2 separate regions of the Mus musculus genome follow, and region 2 is linked to region 1. A link is a contact called in public HiChIP or PLAC-seq data. All regions are on one chromosome and are shown on one strand. The core of a region is the stretch at or near the end of the contact, and the rest is flanking DNA. Distances in the headings are between cores, read along the strand shown.

The links. HiChIP or PLAC-seq counts read pairs in DNA pulled down with a chosen protein or histone mark.
Region 2: a contact with region 1 is called in an H3K27ac HiChIP or PLAC-seq map of microglia, with 6 times the contacts expected there. The contact joins two enhancer-like sites. A contact is called at or near these places in 1 of 15 datasets of contacts at CTCF or cohesin (pro-B cells), 10 of 484 Hi-C or Micro-C datasets (Th1 cells, adipose-derived mesenchymal stem cells, colorectal tumor organoids and 4 more), 3 of 115 datasets of contacts at active chromatin or transcription factors (bone marrow-derived dendritic cells, large pre-B cells and microglia) and 1 of 9 other capture datasets (adipose tissue).

The regions. Positions count from the first base shown.
Region 1 is chr11:60,961,346-60,964,365 of GRCm38.p6, reverse strand. No RefSeq gene overlaps it. Among named protein-coding and RNA genes, the nearest start is that of Gm35681, 16 kb to the left of the region's middle. Within about 2 kb of position 1,460, at least 1 of the 459 cell types and tissues checked has an H3K27ac peak or open chromatin away from gene starts, as enhancers often do. A contact at or near this core is called in microglia, where this site is marked.
Region 2 is chr11:61,158,929-61,161,948 of GRCm38.p6, reverse strand. It overlaps Usp22 (ubiquitin specific peptidase 22), which reads left to right. Exons shown (of 13, transcript NM_001004143.4): 6 at 488-635; 7 at 1,272-1,377; 8 at 2,586-2,744. Among named protein-coding and RNA genes, the nearest start is that of Usp22, 15 kb to the left of the region's middle. Within about 2 kb of position 1,403, at least 65 of the 459 cell types and tissues checked have an H3K27ac peak or open chromatin away from gene starts, as enhancers often do. A contact at or near this core is called in microglia, where this site is marked.

The sequences.
Region 1 (3,020 bases), core at 211-2,710:
AGCCTCAGATAAACTCATCTTTTATAAGTTGCCTTGGTTATAGTATCTTATCACACCAATAGAAAAGTACCTAAGACAAAAGGGCAGCTATATAAAGAAAAATGGATCAGCTCAACAGGAGAGAATGAATTACAAACATGTTTGCATCAAGCTACAGCAACAACACATAAGACAAATACCACAGTAAAGGCAACACTGGATGCCAATATGGTTAGTAGCTGCAGACTTTCATACCCCATTTCCATCAGATTTAAACCATACTGTAGACCAAGTGACCCCAGCATACAGGCAGAGTGGGTCATCTAATGGCCGGGACTCACTTTCTTTCTTTTTTTTTTTTTTTTTTACTAGCACATGGACTATTCTCCAAAACAGATCATGTAAGCTCTGAGCTACAAAACAAGTTACAGGGCTAATAATATGGATTAGCAGGTAAAAGCACTCACCATGCAAGCTTGGTGACCTGAGTTTAATTCCCAGAAGCCATAGTAGAAAAGAGAAAACACATGCACACTGTGGGGCATGTACACTCACAGTCTGTCTGTCTCTCTCTCTCTCTCTCTTTCTCTCTCTCTCACACACACACACACACACACACATACACACATACACACACACACACACACACAGAGAGAGAGAGAGAGTAACAGAGGTGCCACTTAAAAATTAAAGTTAAAGAGAGAGAAGGAACAGTTTGGAACACTGAGGCAGGAGGACTGCTGTGAATTGAAGACCAGCTTCATCTACAGAGCAAATCCCAAAGCCAGTCTGAGCTGCAGAAAGGGACCCTGACTCAAGGAAAAAGAAAAAGAAAAATCAAATCCAAATTTAGTAGGAAAAAAAAGATATCAAAGCAGTAATAAATAAAATAGAGACTAAAATAAATACAAAAATCAATGGTGAGTTTTTCTAAAGGATGAATAAAATTGAATAATCATTAGACAGGGTCACAAGAGCAGAAGGAGGAGGAAATAAACATACCAATAAAATCAGAGATGAAAAATGAGTCAACAAATACCACAGGAATATAAAAACTGATCCTTAAAGACCACTGCAAGCAGCTATAGACCTATGGATTTTAAGACCTAAACAAAGGGCTCACCATTTATACAGACACAACCAACCCAAAGCTATAACACAAAGCTGTAAAAAGCAAAACAGCACAATGCTGGCCTTGGGCAGGGGTGGAGGGTGATATACAGACCAATGGAAATTAAAACCCAGAAATCCATTCATGAATTTACAGTCAACTGATTTTCAGCAAAGAATCATGGATACACAGTGGCCAAAGAATAGTCTCCTCCATACACAGAGCTGGGAAAGTGGAATAGAAGAGCCAGCCAGGGAGTGTGAAACCGGAGTCCTGTTGCTGCACACAGACCTCAGCTCAGAAGAGGTCATGGGTCTAAACCAAGTGAGAACTGAAGCAGAAGAAGCCAGGAGGAAGCCAGATGAAACCATAGCAGGAACACTCCGAGACACTGGCAAAGACCGTGTTTTGGAGAAAACCTTAAATGCACAGTCAACAACAGCAAAAATAGACAGATGGGATTGTGTCATACTACGAAGCTGTGAATGGCAAAGGAAACCATCCGCAGAGTGAAGAGAGAGCCTACAGACTGACAGAGAACATCTTCAAACTATTCATCTGGAAAAGAAATTAATAGCCAAAAAACCTCCACCTTAATCTATTTCTTTCTGAATGGAGAGTAGACAGTTCTCAGATGAAGATGAAAAGTAAGTAGTCAACAACTACAAAAAAAGAAAAAAAAAATGTTCAGCCTGGCTGACCACCAGGGAAATGTAAATTATTTGAAGTTACAGTGAGACATCTCACCCCAGTGAAACAGGTCTTACTGAAGAAACAAAAGCCAACAATAAATGCTGGCAAGGATGCCCACAGGAGACAGACAGTTAATGCGGCCAGTGTGGAAAACAATACAGAGACTTTCCAAAACCTGAAAAGACAACTACCACATGGCCCAGAAGCCCACTGCTGACTACGGGGCCAAAGGAGATAGGTCACACCAGGCAGAAAGTACCAGCTTGCCCATCCCGATCGCAGCATCATCCACATCTAGCCAGGCTCATAAGAGAAGGAAGAGGAGGAAGTAGTCATATCAATAAAATCAGAGATGAAAAATGAGTCAACAATTACCACAGGAATAAAAAAAAAAAAACTGATCCTTAAAGACCACTGCAAGGGGATGAAATCTTCTGAAATATCCACTGATGGGTGAATAATTTAAAAGGTGTGGTCTGAGGAAGGGGGCTAGAGAGATGGCTCAGCAGGCTAGAGCATACATTGCTCTTGCAGGGGACTCCGTCCAGTTTTCAGCATCTGTATCAGGCAACTCACTTCTGCCTGTAACTCTACTTCCAATGTCTTCTTCTAGCTCCTGTGGGCATCTATACTCCTGTATGTGTATGCACAGAGATTTTAAAAAAATAAATCTTCAAAAACTTATAACTTATTTTTAAACTGCGGGGGTGGGAGGTGGGGGTGGGCGGAGAGACTGGAGAGATGGCTCAGCAGTTAAGAGCACTGACTGCTCTTCCAGAGGTCCTGAGTTCAATTCCCAGAAGCCACATAGTGACTACAACCATCTGTAATGAGACCTGATGCCCTCTTCTGGTGTTTCTGAAGACAACTACAATGTACTCACATAAATAAAATAAAATAAAATAAAATAAAATAAAATAAATAAATAAATAAATCTTTTAAAAATAATAATAATATGGGGCTGGAGAGATGACTCAGTGGTTAAGAGCACTGGCTGCTCTTCCAGAGATCCTGAGTTCAATTCTCAGCAACCATATGGTGTCTTACAACCATCTGTAATGGGATCTGATGCCCACTTCTAAAGACAGTGACAGCATACTCAGTTAAATAAATCTTTAGTAAATAAATAACTAAATGATGTGGTCTGTGGACCCAGTGGAATATCAACCACTGAAGAGATGAAATTCTGTCCAATGCAGCCAGCAACATGGATAGAGCTGGGTGTTATTAGTTTACT
Region 2 (3,020 bases), core at 154-2,653, 200 kb before region 1:
CATCTCTCTCAGATTATTTTTTTTAAACTCAGGCTTAGTGAAGTATAATTTGCATCCAGTAAAAGATCCTAGTATATAGTTCTGTGAGTTGACAAATGTGTGACACAGGTTTTTGTCCCCAGAATTCCCATTCCCATGCATGTGATATGGATGGTTGTGTAGCACGTTTCCCAAGTGTTGTGTATGTGCAACATTCCACCATCCTTGCTAGGTTTGTTTGTGTCTCCTCGTTGTGGTACATGAGGGTCCATGTGGGCTCTCTCTCTTGCCAAAGAACCTGTGTAGTGGTCATAGTGCAGTTAGTGAGGGCCTGGGTCAGACACTGTGGGGTGATTTCCAGTTTTTAAGTTAACTTGGTTAAGTTGCTGTCCTTGGTTTTCAATATGCAGTATTAAACAGTCCACTGCAACAAGTCAGTGCGGCTGTGATGTTTTGTGTGATGAAGACTGGCGGGTGTCCTATTGTCCCTTTCCTTCTCTCTGAACAGTTTTACTCAGGGCACCGCTCCCCACACATTCCATACAAGCTGCTGCACCTGGTGTGGACGCACGCCCGGCACCTGGCGGGTTATGAGCAGCAGGACGCACATGAGTTCCTCATTGCAGCCCTGGACGTCCTCCACCGGCACTGCAAAGGTGGGCCTGCCACCATCTCCCTGCTAGGCTGGGGCAGGCGGCAAGTTTCCTTAAAAATGGAGTAGAGCAAGGCTGCTGTGCACCCAGACTGTCTTGCATAGTCCGTATAGTCAGGTTCTGTGTCCAGGAAGGAAAACCGCATGGTTGCTTCCAAGGAGTCCTCCGTAGTTTGTTTGTTTGTTTGTGTTGATTGGTTTGGGGTATTTTGGGAAGCAAGGTCTCACTGTGTGGCTCAGACTGGCCTAAAGCAGTGGTCCTCCTGTCTCAGCCTCCTGAGTGCTGGGATTTCAGGTGGGAATCTCTGTACAAGAGTAGAGATCCCAGAGTCAGTGTGCTGGCATACACACCTATAATCCCAGCACCCAAGAGGCAGAAGCAGGCAGATCTTCTGCCAGTTCAAGACCAGCCAGAAAAATACCTTAACCTGTCAGGAAAAAAAGACAAGGAAGAATGGCATTACCACCTCCTCACACCCTCACCACCAGGAGATCTCTCCTGAAATGAATGCCTTCACTCTTCATAGAGTGTTAGTCCTCCTGCTGTCCTCCCACCTCTGCTGGGTGGGTGGGGACTTGCTGGCTATTTTGTACCGTCTTAGTGACATCACTAATGGTAACTACACATCTCGTTCCTCAGGTGATGACAATGGGAAGAAAGCCAACAATCCTAACCACTGCAATTGCATCATTGACCAGATCTTTACGGGTGGGCTCCAGTCTGATGTTACATGCCAAGTCTGCCAGTAAGTGCTCCACCAGCCAGCCAGTCACTGTGAGCGTCAGTTTGCCAGGGCACTTCCTGTCCCACTTCCTAGTCAGCAAGGTTGACTGCTGTGTGGGCTTCGAGCCTAAAGCTCAGCACCACCTTAAGGAAGGCTCCTGGGTCCTGTGGTGCTCATGGTGGAGCACCTACACTAGTTTCAGGTGAGGGACAGTTTTATTTAAACAGCTGTGCTCTGGTCATTTGAGATAAAATACCTCTAGTAGAAAAGACAAGAAATGGAGAGAGAGAGATTGCCTGAGTCTGACGGTTCCTCTTCCCCTTGGAGGCCTGCCGGATTTCCTGTGGCACTCAGCAGGATGTCCTTGGCAGCTTCATATACATTTCTCTGCTTTCCTTATAGTCAAGGCCAAGACCCAAGGCAGATTGCACCTGCAGGTGGCAGGTCACTGGCCCCTGTGGTCCAAAGCGTGACTTGGCTCCTTTTCCATTTGCTGACATACAGTGACAGTAACAATGGGCAGGCGTGCCCATTCCTTAGTGCGTTCATCTTCAGAACAGAAAGGATCCTTTGGCAGTGGCTAGAGCAGCCTCCCCACCCCGTGCCTTATCCTTGCTCCTCTGGCTCACCTCTGCACTCTAGTGTTTTTATCCACTCCTGGCTTTAAAACTGGCTGCAGTCCCTCAATACCCACCTGCTGTCTGAACAGGGTTCAGGACCAGGGCACAGGAATCTCAGGGTGCTCCTGTGGCTTTCCAGGAGCAGGGCCCCTTTGAGGCTTTGTCTTTCCTCAGTCTCTGGCCTTGTATGTTAGCAACAGGTGGTCTTCAGTTCCCGTCCTTATTTAGTCAATTTCTTACTCTGAATTTCCTCTTTTAAGTATTGTAACTTGCACCTCCTGGCAGAAGTCAGCTTTGTTAAATGCAGCAGACTTGTTTGTGGGGCTGCCATGTTTGGCCTGTATGTTCTGTGCATGGAGCTCTCTGTCCTTGCTCATTCAGGGCACCTAGTTTCTGGGCAGTGTTTCTGCAGTTCCTGTTGTGAAGTGGATCCCAGAACAGAGTTCTGGTTGTAGCTCAGGACTTTATACTTTGTGTGTCTCCTCAAACAAAGTCATGACTGTGGGCCTATTTTATCCTGAGGTACCTTGTGGACAGATGGGCTGCCTCAGAGATCACAATAGGCTTCGGTTCTCAAATGTTCTCATGTGTTTTCCTCTCTCCTTGCAGCGGGGTCTCCACCACCATAGACCCCTTCTGGGACATCAGTTTAGACCTTCCCGGTTCTTCTACCCCATTCTGGCCCTTGAGCCCAGGGAGCGAGGGCAGTGTGGTTAATGGGGAGAGCCATGCATCCGGGACCACCACTCTCACAGACTGCCTGCGAAGGTGAGACACACCCTGCAGGGTTAGTAGAATACCACCTCTCCCTTCCATTTACTACATGATTTGATCTTTAAAATGATCGGAAAACAAGAAGAAAAAAATGACAAAGGTAGCAGGTCATTGTGAGTTTCCTGCAGTTATAAGGTGACATAGCGATTCTGGTGCCTTCACCCAGTCCTCCACCATGACACCCACAGCACAGAGAATGGACAGGTGTATATGTCACAGCACTTGCAGAGGCTTCGCAATCCTTCCCAGCCATGCCTTCATCTGCATCCA